Linked DNA regions of Mus musculus: all the other regions are linked to region 3. The links are chromatin contacts, called in public Hi-C maps. All regions are on one chromosome and are shown on one strand. Each heading gives the region's core, a stretch centred on a gene start, on an enhancer-like site or on the middle of the called end of the contact. The rest is flanking DNA. Distances are from core to core; before and after follow the strand shown. Region 1 has its middle 82 kb from the start of Tiam1. Region 2 has its middle 49 kb from the start of Gm10789. Region 3 overlaps Tiam1 (T cell lymphoma invasion and metastasis 1).

Region 1 (4,407 bases), core at 846-3,345, 190 kb before region 3:
TATGGAACGGAGGTTCTTTCTACATTGTAGCTCTCCTATCTCTAACCTGTGCTCCAAGTTTATCATCTATGTTCTGCTAGCTAGAGATTAGTAGCAGAACACATTTCTGTTTCCTAGGGGCTGGGAAATATCGGGTAAAGTGCTGGGGTTTTTTTTCTTTTTTGATAAATTTTGCATTTTCACTAAGTGTTAGTGCTTATACTTCAGCAATCCTTGGGATACAGGGTCCCTTCAGCAGTGCCTTAGTCAATCCTCTGTGTCACGTTTTCAGTGTCCTTCAGTTGTGATGATCCGAGCACTTGACAGCTGATTTTTTTTCTTTTTTAAACGATGAAAAACGGAACAGTCCCTTCCGCACCGGAAAGAGAAGTTGAACAAGGAAGACACACTGAGTTTCTGCCCTTATCCTGAGTTTGCAGAGGAAGCATGGTGACTCGTGCGGCCACTGATTAGGCGACCAGCGGTCCCGTGGTCCTCGTGTTGCAGCTTCTCTGCTTTGCCGTGGTCCGCCTTCCCGATCTGAAAGAGAATCTTGATGGCCTCACTCTGCTCCCCTCGGTGCTCTGTGAGGCTCCTGGGACTAGAATGCCAAGCACAGGAAACACCAGCGTCTCCTTCCCTAGTCGTGGCCACAGTGGAGAGCTGTCAAGCTCACTTGTCTCTTGTAAGCTACTGACAACACATAAGGCTTCGCTTCAGGTCCTGGTTAGCATCGTTGATCTGGGAGCAGGGCAGCTCTGATGGCATCTGTTACAGACTTTGGGTTTTTGTTTTGTTTTGTTTTTTTTCCCCTCCTCAAGATAGGGTTTCTCGGCGGGCGTGGTGGCACACGCCTTTAATCCTAGCACTCGGGAGGCAGAGGCAGGTAGATTTTTGAGCTCGAGGCCAGCCTGGTCTACAAAGTGAGTTGCAGGACAGCCAGGGCTATACAGAGAAACCCTGTCTCAAACAAACAAACAACAACAACAACAAAATAGGGTTTCTCTATAGCCCTGGCTGTCCTGGAACTTGCTCTGTAGCCCAGGCTATCCGTGAATACAGAGATCTGCCCACCTGTGCCTCCTGAGGGCGAGGCTTAAAGGTGCTTGCCACCAAGCCCGGCTTGTTTTATTCCCTTCTTAACTTTCGTTGATTGATTGTGTGAGCATTCGTGGATGCATGCATGCCTCGTGTGTGTGTGTGTGTGTGTGTGTGTGTGTGTGTGTGTAGGTCAGAGGTCAATTCTATGGCCCTGGTTCTTTGATGCCATGGGATTTGGGGCTGAAACATAGAAAGATGTTCATCAGCCTTTGAGCAAGGACCTCAGCTCACTGAGCTGTCTCACGGGGCCGCGGTTTACTTTTAGAGCAGGGATTGGGATTATTTGGTTTCCAGAATGGGGCTGTATGTCACACATGGAGCGGAGAGGCAGAGAGCAGCGGTATGTGACGTGGGGTGGTGAGGGAGGGGCCGGCGAGTGGCTCATCAGGCTTCCTTGTTTCCATGGGGGCTTAGAACAGTTGGGACTTAGATAGGGTTTGAGCAGATTGCAGGTAAAGGGGAAACGATACTGGATTGTGAATACAGAGCCTTTGCCTGAGACTTTCCTTACGCTTCTGACTCAACACTGCCTGTTGCTAAGCTACTGAAAAATACAGCACAGGCTGGTGGATGCTACACTGAACATGGCTCCAATGCTAAGTAATGGCGGGTCGTAAATACTGGGCGTGAGTTTCTGTTACCCTCTCATTTCTTCCTCTTAATGATGTTAGGAGGTGTGACTTCTGTTTTGTCTCCTTTTTACCCAGTGAGGGAAACTGAGGCATGGAGAACGCAGGTAGTTACAAGGGGTCAAGTCCCTGGAGACAGTCTGAGTGGTGAGATCTTACCCCACCCGGGGTCCACTTGGTTCTGCTTTAGCCATTGCTTTCTTGGACAAGTACTTCAGGGAGAGAGACACCCTGCTCTCTCCTTACACATGGACTGCATGTCTTAGAGAAGTGGGCTCCTCTCTTGCGTCCGTCGTGATGATGATGTCGTCTGGGTTAGCACGCTGTGCTGCCAGCTTTGTGAGGATGTGGGTGAAGTCAGCTCTCCTTCTCGGTTCCCTTTGATGGTGTTTTTTTTTTTTTTTTTGCGCGAAGATAAGACAGGGCACTTATGCATACCAATGACTTGCCAACTGCAGTGTCTCTTGGGGATCTGCTCTCAGGATAGCACCAGTGGGATGTGTTGTAAATTACTGAGTGCTTTGGAAGTTTGTGGTACTCCTTCCGGGGTCAAGGGAAGATGGTGTTGGGTATCACTGAGGCCAGATCTGTGTTTGGTCATCTTGTCAATGCCCTTTTTCCCGTCCAGGTGTTTCTTAGGAGTTAATGGAGACAGCACATGACTTGGGCAGGTATCTGTTCTACAGAGGTTCATGCAGTGAGAACTTGGTCCCACATTGGCAGTCTTGGGAGGTGATGTGGAACATGTAAGCCATAGGTGGTCTTATGGGTTGACTGGGGCATACCTGTGAATTATGTATGTATGTATGTATATACACTTGTGGTTACTTCCTCACGTCAGAGTTCTGCTGTGATTATCAGGGACCAAACCAATGGAGCTGTCATATCTTGGTCTTCAAACCACTAGAACTGTGAGATGAACAACTCTTTTTCTAATTTCTGTTCTTCCTTTTATTGGTGTGCATCCAGATTAAACTCAGGGCCCGACATATGGTAGGTAAGTGTGTGACCGCTGAGCCAGCCTGAAACCTCTCTTCCTTGCAAAGCTGGCCTGACTCAGGCCTTCCCCTCTGCTCTCTCAAGCCTGACTGTTGTAGTAGTTACCCTTCTCGAAGTCTCGGCAGACCGCAGCACAGCGCTTTCTCTGGGACATGGTATCAGGTGAGTTAGCATATGGGCTCGAAATTCATTTTTCTTGACAGCATTTTGTCCTCTTATAAAGGAAGTGAGCAATCTAGACCAGAGTTTCTCAACCAGAGATAGACATTGCTATTGTGGAGCTATTCCTCTGCGCTCTGGCCTGACACTGGAGGGAGGAGCCTCATCTCCATGTTCTTGGGACCCTGGGGGGGGGGGTCATTCTCTATGAAGGACGTTGTTGCTAAAGCACCTCTTCTTGGTCTGCTCCGGCCTGACCTAAATATGAGGAGTGGCTTCGGAAAAGAAGATTCATGCTGGCTGGCTCTGTTAGCCAGGACACTTGATCCATTTACCAAGTATAAATGGACATAACTTTTGATGGGTCTGCACTTACAGTATTCCGTTCGTTCGTTCGTTCATTCGTTCATTCATTCATTAATTCATTCATTCATTTCTTGATGATAATGAACACACAATAGAAATCCAGTAGGAATGACACTTGGAGTTTTGAATCTGTTTCTTTTCCTGAGCTGGCAATGCACCATCTGAATTTCTCTCTTGATTCCGACTAGCAGCAGTGAGCTGTAGTTCCCAATTAGGCCCGCAGTCACGAGAGGAAACAGCTGGTACTCTGCAGCGTGCTGTGTTGCTAAGCAACACTATCTGGTAGATGGGGGAAATCAAGTGCATTTTTAACTTATTATGTTTTCGACTTATTGCATTTTAAACGTTTTATTTATTTTGTGTGTGCACATGTGAGCCCATGCGTGCTTAAGCACCTGCTACAGTGGATTTGGTCAAAGAACAATTGGTGGGATCCAGTTTTCTCCTTCCACTGTGGGGGTCTCAGGGACTGAACTGAGGTCATCATGTTGGGCAGCAAATACCTTTACCTGAAGAGCCATCTGGCTGCCTGGGATATTTTGAAGGTATGTGGCTTAGCAGGATGTAACCACAGTATAATGTGAGGAATATATGTAATTACTTCAGTGGTTCTTCACCGAGTGATTACTGTGTGCCAGGCCAGGCTCCCCTTGTCAGGGAAGCTCTCCTCCCTGGGACACGGATATAGAGTCAGGAAGGGCAAGCTGTCACTCAGAAGTCACAGCAGTCCTTCTGGAGAGTCCTTGCAGCTGGAGCCTGTCCCCACGATGCTGGTGCTGTGGGGAGGATACCCCAGACTGTCACTGGGTGAACCACTGCTGTAGTTCCGTGAGCACTAACTACTTAAGAATCGAGGAACCAGGCATGGTGGGTGTGTGCCTTTAGTCCCAGTGCTTAGAGAGGCATAACTCTTCAAGTTCAAGGCCAGCCTAGTCTATAGTGTGAGTTCTAGGACAGCCAGAGCTACATAGTGAGACCCTATATGAAAAAGACCAAACAAAGAAACAACAACAACAATAACTACTACAAACCAACCAACCAACCAACCAACCAAACAAACAAACAAACAAAAAACCAACCAAGGAAATCAGATTCATCAGTGGATCATTGAATTCCAAGAGTTTCCATTTGGCATCAAATAGGCAGCCATGCTTGGAACTCTCTTCAGACTCTC
Region 2 (4,596 bases), core at 1,875-4,374, 240 kb before region 3:
GAGGAGGGGAAGGGGTTTCCAGCAACCCCCAAACTCCCGCTCTACCAGTACAGGTGTGGAGGATGGATGAACCAGGAGTCACCTGATTAAGTCTTAGAAACGGAGATTCTGTTTGGAGAACGAGGCTACGGGGAGTCGTCGGCTGTAAGGAAATGACATAATTTATTTTATGAGTGAATTCTATCCAGTTATGCAGAAACATGATAGGACATGTCTTCCCAAGCCAAGCTTTGCTTGTCTGGAATGAATCCTTTCTAAACAGTCAGATCTCAGTGATGGGGTCACCTGTGGGCAACACCCCACTAGGTGGCTTTTATCCTGCTTCTTCTGTTTCTCTGGTTGAAGCGACCCCCCCCCCCAAATGCACTATATTTCATTACAGTTTCCAAAGTGCTTTTGTTTATTTATACATCGAGGAGGCAATATGGTCACGTGGGTTAAAATTAAAAACATATAAAAGAAGGTCTCTCCTTTACACTGTTACTCAACTGCCCCGTTGCCCTGGGGTCAGTTCATTACGAGTGCTGGCTGTGTTGCCTTCAAAGAAAAGCATCTCTGTCAATATCTGTCTTCCGTTGGCTGCTTATACATAAAGATCCTCTGCATGTGTGTGTCCACATGCACATATGTGTGCACATAAGCTCTGGAGACCAGAAGTCAGCTCTCAGTATCCTTTTGTCCACCACTTTGTGTGTGTATGAAAGGGATACATCGTGTGTGTGTGTGTGTGTGTGTGTGTGTGTGTTTGTGTGTGTGTAGGTCAAGACAATTTGTGGCAATCAGTTCTTTCTGTAGTCGATATTGCCTCCCGGGATTGACTCAAATGGTCAGGATTAAGAGGATCTCTTGCTAGCCTGCAACTGCCAAATAGATTAGGCTGTCGTCTAGTGACTGCTAAGGATCCTCCTGTCTATCTCCCCCTCAGTGGGAATCGAAGGCTTTATCACCATGCCTGGCTCTGTTACTCAGGCTCTGAGGACTGAACTTGGGTCCTCATGTATGCAGTGAAAGCGCTTTGCTAAGCAAGCTATCTTCCCAGCCCAGTTTAGAGATCCTCCCAGAGCACAGATCACGTCCATGCTCACAGGCCTTGGGTTTGTCATCATTTCAAACTTAGAGACGAGGCACAAGGATGGTACCGAAGCTCTGGATGTTGTTGAGGTTTCGGAACCTCGTTCAGGTTCCGCTGGTAGCTGGACTTTTGGCTATATCATGGATTTGTTTCCTTCTTCTGCCCTCTCAACCCCCTAACACTAGGCAGGAGAGAAAAAAGGATACAGGGAAAAGGGGTGAGTGCTTCCCGCTGGCTAGGGGCATCAAGTTCCATGGGGCAAGATTGATTTTTGTCATCAGAATTGTCTCTTTGCACCTGACTATTCAACAAACCACAACCAGCTGCCACCATCGGCCACCAAGAGCATCCAACCACTAATGGGCCAACTAGCCTCCCACTGTCGGGGCTTTATCACTTATATGTCCTCTGAAAAGTCCCCAGAATTCCAAACATCACACACTCACAGAAATTATCTGCGGCTGTCAAAACCATGCCCCTGTTAGAGCACTCCACAAATCATAGTCAGCTGCCGTGGGAAGTCTGAAGCAGCCCCGCATCCCACACCTGAGGTTAGAAGAAACACATTCTTATATTTCTGTTTTTAAAGGAACCCAAAACCTCACTCCAGCTGCCCCTGTGATGGCTGTGGGGTTTTGAAGGGTGGGTAGCTCATGAAGGCATGTGTTTGGGGAGTGGGGTCGAGCTCAGAACATTAGCCCTTTTGCTCTTCTGTATCTAGCCATGCCAGGGGCATCAAGTTCTTTGCTATGGGAGATGCAGAACACTGAATATTCTAGTGTCTTCATCTTGGACTTATGCCACACTTTCCAGAGTCTATTATGAGAGATAGACTCTGTTCTCCATAAATTACTTAGCCTGTGGTATTGAATAAGACATATACTATCTGCTCAGTCTATCAGTGTTTACATTTTCTCTATTTGTATTGTAATTTTTTTCTCCATGTATATAAATATATTCCCACACACATCTGCACCGGACACATTTATCCTCACACACCACATTATATATATTCGCACGCGCACGCACACACACACAGACACAGACACACAGACCTACTTCTGAGTACTTTGGCAGTGTCTTGGTCCTTGGCTGCCTGAGTGCTTCTGTCTGTTGTCCCCTCCCATAGCACCTCTGAGCACGTTGTGCCGTGCTTACATTTTCCCCCTGCATCACTGTTTTATGTGGGTTTGTACTCGGTTAACGTCAGTGTATAATGTATAATGACTTTGCCCTTGCTGGATCAGAGGTGGAGAAGTACTTGGCCTCTCATCGGCAAGCCCTAAGGTTCTTTTCCCAGCCTGGCTTTCTGGGGTGCTCTGAACATCTGTACTTTTCTGATGTTGATTCTAGTGTTTCTTCACTGAGAGCAGGAGGCTTTCTTGTTCTTTGGGGTCTAGTCTCTCTGCTTAGACGGGTCACTCAGGAAAGAAGGGTCAGGAAGAGAAGCCATGTAAGTGCCCCCTGGTGTGTGTGCAGAGCTTGAATTAACTCTGAGAACGTATTGGATCCAGTCCTGCCCGCAAGAAGAAGCCTCATCCAGTTTAGCGAGTCTCTGTTTCTACCTCTTGCTTTTGTGATTACAGGAGTGAACTGCCATGCCTGGCAGAGCAGTTAGTTCTTGAAGACTGACCTTCGTAGCGAGTTGGTAGGGTGCTTGCCCAGCATGCACAAGGCCTTTGGTTCAGCCTCTAACACAATAATAAAACCTGCACGGTGGCTTTCACCTGTGATTCCTGGATTTGGGAAGTGGAACCTGGAGGTTCAGAAATTCCAAGTTACTTTTTGACTATAGAGGAGTTCAGGGCTGGCTTTGGGGAGAGACCTAGTTGGTCTCGAAAACAAAAACACAAGCAAGCAAGCAGACAGCCCCCAAACCTAGTGTACACACAGCACAGTCATTTTCTACTGTCATTTGTTGACATCAGCTTTTGTGAGTGGAGAGCCCCACGTGAATCCTGTGTCTAACAACTGACTTATGTACTGCCTTCTCTACTGCCTGTGCCCCTCCTGTGCTGGCCTGTTTTATGCCAACTGACACAAGCTAGAGTCATTCAGGAAGAGGAACAGGGAAAAGGCTTTTATAAGACTGGCCTACAGTCAAGACTGTTGAGCAGTTCCTAACTAATCTAAGGTATCCTTGAGAACCACATATGACTTGGTGTGGGAGGGGCCTGTCCCCTGTGGGTGGTGCCATCTTTGGCAGATGGTCCTTAGTTGTGTAAGAAAGCAGGCTGAGCTAGCCATGGATTAATAAGCCAGTGAGCAACACTCTTCCATTGCTTTTGTTTCATATCCACTTTCTATATTCCTGCCCTGACTTTCCTCAGGGACAGAGCGTGACTTGAGAGTTATAAGCTGAAATAAACCCTTTCCTTCCCCAAGTTGCTTTTGGTCATGGTGTTTTATCGCAGCAAGAGAAACCCCAACAAAGATGTCCACCCACTGCTATTTCTTGGGAGAAAATGGGTTTAAATGATTTAAAAAAAAAATCCAAAGTCACATAGAGCTATTGACTGATTTTTTTTTAAAGTCTGATTTTGGGATGGCCTTTATCAGTTGATGGTCTTTGAAGGGTTAAAAAGAGGTGGGCATCATAGCCTCCTCCACTTCTGCTCTCGGGAGGCCAAAAAGCAGCCGCCCTTTCCTACTGCTCAAATCTGATTCCAGCAGATGAGTTGCTCCTCTGACTTCTGAGTGAGTTACAGGAGTGTGTGGAGGAGGAGAGCTGAGAAGCAGGTTGGTGGTGGCAAGAGGCCAGCATGGAGGTTTTAGTCACCTGTCCTTTCCCTGCTTGCTAGGGATCCGCCTCAGACAGTCTGACACCTTCGCTTTCCATCTTTAAGACGTTGGAATATCCTGGACTTTGAGAAGTGAGAGTCAGCTAGCGCAGACTTCTTATCTTTCGAGATAGGGTGTCGAGTATCCCGAGCTGCATCTAGCTGAGGGTTACTGTGAACTTCAGCCCTGCCTCTGCCTCTTGAAGTTGCTGAAGCAACAGGCATGCACTCCTGGTTTAGGCCATGGTGCGGCTCCAACTGAGGCATTTGTGCACACAGCTGAGTTATATCCCCCAGCCTGTAGTCTCCACTTCTACCAGATATGGTGGGTTTGGTTGCTCCTCTAAGGATACCTCGGGGGCTTTAAGCAACTGAGCAACTGACACATGAGTGATGACATCAGACACTTCTTCCTTCCTCCCTTCCACTGTCCTCAGAACATTTTATCTTGGGGCTTGTATCTGTTGAGTGCTGGATAGCAGCTGGATTTGGAGAACTGAAGTAGATGCCCGACCCCTTCCCAAATATTTCTACCCAGTTTACCTGTTTTCGTCTGCAAAGGTCATTCTTTCCATAAACTGCTCAGCCTTCTTCTTTTTTTTTTTTGGTTTCAAAATAACATTTTTATTATATAAAAATGTAAAAAAAAAAAAATCCAGCAAAACCAGAAATCCGGATATATTGTCTTGGGCTTTCACAGTGGTTCATTTTTTATTTGCATCTCGTTTTCAGTACAATTTACAA
Region 3 (4,339 bases), core at 1,837-4,336:
CGGTTTGTCCCAGAATCCCCTGGGTGAGGTTAGGACAGCGCTGTGACGTCCAGAAGGTGACTGTGGACGAGGTCGTCTGGCTAGGACTGACCCCGAGTGTTTATTAATGACAGCAGTAAGGTGGCCAAGCTCCTTTGTCCCTGTTAGGAAGACCATGTGAAACTCAGTCCCCCTTCCCTTGTGCTTCAGTAGGGAACAGATGGTAAAACAAAATGTTTGCTTGTAATTAAAGATTTGTGAAGCCCCCGGAGAATGAGAAGCAGGCACACAAGGGAAACTCTTCTTACTGGTCATATCACTCCCTCCCTTAAAGGCTTCCATGTTGTGCTATCCGCTGCATGCTGCCAGGGAACTCATTTCCACTTTCTGGAAATGTGCTGTTGGGGTAAACCATGACTGTCCTCTGTGCATGTAGTTATTTAAAAACATAAGGCACCACTCCCCTGTCTCCCAGTCTCTGTCTCCCAGTCTCCACACACCAGTTCTCCAAACCCAAGCTCACCCCAGACAGAGGTCCTTGGTGATGAGACCGGTCGGAGTCTGTTCTCCTGCTGCATCACGGAGTGCCCGCCTGGCACCCTGTTCACACTGTGAGCTGTGTCTCACTGAACGTTGAGGGGATAATGACTGGAGCACCATTTTGGGCTATGTATTTATACATACTGGCAGTATAAAGGAAGAGTTCTTACCTGCTACACTAAATTTTACTTATTAAAAGATAGTTCTCACCACAGGACATTTTTTTTTATCGCTTACTTCATATAAAATTGAAATTTTATTTTAAAAAGTTGAGAAATTTCAAATGTATGTAGAAGTGAGATCCATGTAATACATCCTCGTGTGCCCATTGCATAGGATATATAATTACCATGTTTCATTGGTTTGTTTATTCTGTCTCCAAGTGTGAATGACTTTGGAAGCAAATTCCAAACAGTTTATCTCTTCCTTGCTAGTGTTTTAAGGTGCAGTTTCAAACGATAACGACACTTCAAAATTAAACCTACCCGTTTAAATCCTCTCTTGTGCTGTAATTCCTTGTTGTCTTCTAACATTTGAAAAGCGTGTTTGTTTTCTCCCATGTGTCTTCTTGGCTGTGGATTGAAAAATATTTATAAAACCATATTAATCATGGTTCTTCTTTAGTCAGATTAACTCCAGGATGGTATCTTAGTGTAGATCCACGGAGCTGTCTTAGAGGAACGGTGAGGCCCCGAGAGCTCTAATTCCCAAGCCATTTGCTGTGCATCCCAGGCTGGAGGTGCACTCTCACAGCCCCGAGGGAGTCCCATTCTGGGATACATAAGCAAGGCTGGAACCCTGGCCTCTTCTTGCTTGTGTGATGGCCGGCTTGCAGTGAGCCCCTAACACTTGTCCTGGGGCCCAGCAGCCGTTTTCTCTCTCATTGTAACCCCCCCCACCCCGTTTCTCTGTTTCTCTGTTCCTCCGTTCCTCCGTGTGTCCGTTCCACCTCACCATGTGAGTGTATGCCATGACGTGCAAGAGCTTCTTTAAGAGATACAGTTGAAAACTCAAACCAAACACACGGGTCTGTGGCTCAGTTTTCTGCACTGAGTTGCATGATCCGTATGACATTTTATTAATGAGTTCCAGGTCCGATTTGTAGTCTAACCTTTTTTTTTTTTTAAGTATAGAAACCTGCCACCCAACCCCCATCCCCATTGCCTTAGGGAACAAGATAACAAGTCTCCCGATCTCTCGAGGACGGAATCCCTCCTGTTCACTACTAAACAGACATTTTCCTCCCTTCCTGTCCTAGACACATCAACTGGATCATTCCGCCCATTACCTGCGCCTGAAATTCCTAATGGAGAACAGAGTGCAGTTCTACATCCCGCAGCCCGAGGAGGACATTTACGAGCTGGTAATGTTTACGACCACTGTCCTCGAACACCCCGTCTGAGATAATTTTCAAATCGTGCATGTACTTGTGGTAATTGTAGCTGGTGGGATGGAATGAGCTTCATTCAGAGCCACAGAGCTGGCAGAAATAACCTTGCTTATCACAGAAATCCCGGAGTGGAAAGTCGCCTTTGCTTGTCCAAAAAGCAGGGCTGCGCTGCCACCAAAGACGTTGAAACCCACAGATGATGCTCAGATAAGAGTTGAGTCATCAGGACAGACTCTTGCTGAACACCTTTCTTTTTAATCGGTGACTCTAAAATCAGTTGGCGGTTGCCACAGTGAAAGCGCTCCAATTTTGTGCAACTTCTACCATCTTATCAGAACTGACGGGGTAAATCTTGTGGGTGTAACACCCCCCTCCCCCACCTCCCCGACCATCCATCTAATGCATCACCCAGCTTGCTGAAACTGCATTCACACAGATTCTTGGAGACATCTGTGGATGTCTGAGTCTCCTTAGAGATAGAGAACGCAGTTTCTGATCTGGGCCTGAGATTATTATCAGTTCTTCTGCATACAAATCATAGGGGGCTGGCGAGCATAAGACACCAATACCGAAAGTTCTGGGATTTTACAAAGGGCAGAAAGATGGTTTCTCAGTAGGTGTTAGCGGTTGTCACCTTGGTAACCACTGGCAGGTTCCTTTTCTTAGCAGAGCAGTGCATCTTTCAGTTCTAATAAACAGTGGTTTGGGGACCAAGGGCCTCTCTTGGGGAATGTTCTGGCTTCTCGGTTCTTAGTCATCTTTCTGGGGGACACAGAGCTGCTTGTCGTGGAGCTGGGGATAGAAACAGGGGAGTGACTCCCCACAGAAAGCAGAACTGGAAGTACAGCTCAGAGGTTCCTTTTGGAAAGAGGAACCACAGTGCAGAATGTCATAGGGAGTGGCATTTTAAATCAACTTCTTGAGCTATACTTCTTCTATTAGGAAACTCTCGACAACCGTAAGCGCATAACAGATACAAGTGGTTGTTTCCACTGGAAGAGTTATGATTTGGAGTGTTTCTGCCAGCCGAAAAGGTCACCCCAGATCTCTAAAGTATTATATTTTTTTTTTGAGGAAATATGGATTTTTCTCTTGTGGCAGTCTGATCATGTTATATGTTGGAAGAGGATGAAAGTGGGCCTGGTGGGGGGATGGTTCTGTGACTAAGAAAAGGACGGCTCCTGCAGAGGAACCAGCTTAAGGTTCTCAGTGCCCACATGGCGGCTCACCACCATCCACAATTGTAATTCTGGGCTATCTGATGCCCTCTTCTGGCCTCTGTAGTCACTGCACACACATGGTGCATAAATGTGCCTGCAGGCAAAACACTCATATACATAAATATTGCAAAGGGAAAAGGACATAAATGACCTCTCGACTCTTTAAGCCACTGTTGACTGTGTTGATGGAGATGGAGCTGGTCTCATTAACAGCCAGGAGCCAAGGTGTTCCTTCTGAGAATTAAATAGCCAGTTGTTTGTGTTCTGTGAACATACTCAAGGAGTCCTTTCCATGCCAAAGAAGAAAAGCCTTAGCTCAGCACTACAGTCCTCATCTGTAGCCCTAGCTGCTCAGGGGGCTGAGGCAGAAGAGTTGCATGACCTCTAGGAGTTCAAGGTTAGCTTGGAGAACAACACAGCAAGATGTTTCTTGGAAGAAAAAAAAAAATCCCATGCGTAGTGTGGTAAACATCTAAAATTCCTACACTGGGAGACTTAGGCAAGAGGATTGAGAGATAAAGCTTGGGGCTAGCCTGGGCTACAGTTTCATCTCATCTCGGTGAATAACTTGGAGTTTCATGATCAAAAAAGTCAGAGAGGTCAGGCTGATTACGCTGCAAGAAGATAGTTTAGTTTATGCCTTATAATTTGTGAATTTTACAAACAGTAAATTGCAGGGCTCATAGGCAACAAGCTTCTATTTCTTGTATATAACAGGCATGTGTGCTAATCAGGTCCTGTATATACCAGGAATGTATACTACTCGGGTCCTATACATGTCAGGCATGTGTGCTAATCTGGTCCTGTAGATACCAGGCACGTGTGCTAATCAGGCCATGGCTTTAAAATGTTTATTAGTCATATACTATTGTTATGAACAAACTTTTTTTAGATTTATTTATTTTACTATCTTATGTGTATGAATAAGACTGGAGTCACAGACAGTTGGGAGCCGCCCTGTGTGTGCTGGGAATTGAACTGGGTCCTCTTCAAAAGTATCGAGTGATCTTAACCATTGAGCCAACCCTCCAACCCTCCCCTAGTCACATATCATATTTAAGCTATGGATACGGTGTGGCTTTATCCAGTGATGACGATGGAGTGCTGGTGAGCCCAGCTCAGCCTGTTCAGGTCTATAATTGTTATTATGTATGTGCTATAGTTAAGGGGAACAACCCGTAGGTACAAAGGGACCACTGTGCTTTCTCTC

The links. Hi-C and Micro-C count contacts between places; a contact is called where the count stands out from the background.
Region 1: a Hi-C map of conventional dendritic cells shows a contact between it and region 3, with 3 times the contacts expected there. The contact joins two enhancer-like sites. A contact is called at or near these places in 1 of 39 promoter capture datasets (hippocampal neurons), 16 of 484 Hi-C or Micro-C datasets (Kupffer cells, Sertoli cells, bone marrow-derived macrophages and 8 more), 4 of 115 datasets of contacts at active chromatin or transcription factors (acute myeloid leukemia, bone marrow-derived macrophages and neural progenitor cells) and 3 of 9 other capture datasets (adipose tissue, embryonic stem cells and liver).
Region 2: a Hi-C map of bone marrow-derived macrophages shows a contact between it and region 3, with 24 read pairs. The contact joins two enhancer-like sites. A contact is called at or near these places in 1 of 15 datasets of contacts at CTCF or cohesin (large pre-B cells), 1 of 484 Hi-C or Micro-C datasets (bone marrow-derived macrophages), 2 of 115 datasets of contacts at active chromatin or transcription factors (acute myeloid leukemia and fetal liver) and 3 of 9 other capture datasets (adipose tissue, embryonic stem cells and liver).

What each region holds. Positions count from the first base shown.
Region 1 is chr16:90,040,234-90,044,640 of GRCm38.p6, reverse strand. It overlaps a transcript of Tiam1 not described here. Among named protein-coding and RNA genes, the nearest start is that of Tiam1, 82 kb to the right of the region's middle. Within about 2 kb of position 2,095, at least 63 of the 459 cell types and tissues checked have an H3K27ac peak or open chromatin away from gene starts, as enhancers often do. A contact at or near this core is called in adipose tissue, bone marrow-derived macrophages, conventional dendritic cells and 1 more, where this site is marked.
Region 2 is chr16:90,090,734-90,095,329 of GRCm38.p6, reverse strand. It overlaps a transcript of Tiam1 not described here. Among named protein-coding and RNA genes, the nearest start is that of Gm10789, 49 kb to the left of the region's middle. Within about 2 kb of position 3,124, at least 17 of the 459 cell types and tissues checked have an H3K27ac peak or open chromatin away from gene starts, as enhancers often do. A contact at or near this core is called in bone marrow-derived macrophages, where this site is marked.
Region 3 is chr16:89,847,193-89,851,531 of GRCm38.p6, reverse strand. Tiam1 (T cell lymphoma invasion and metastasis 1) reads left to right here. Exons shown (of 28, transcript NM_009384.3): 12 at 1,778-1,882. Among named protein-coding and RNA genes, the nearest start is that of Gm52239, 55 kb to the right of the region's middle. Within about 2 kb of position 3,086, at least 86 of the 459 cell types and tissues checked have an H3K27ac peak or open chromatin away from gene starts, as enhancers often do. A contact at or near this core is called in adipose tissue, bone marrow-derived macrophages, conventional dendritic cells and 1 more, where this site is marked.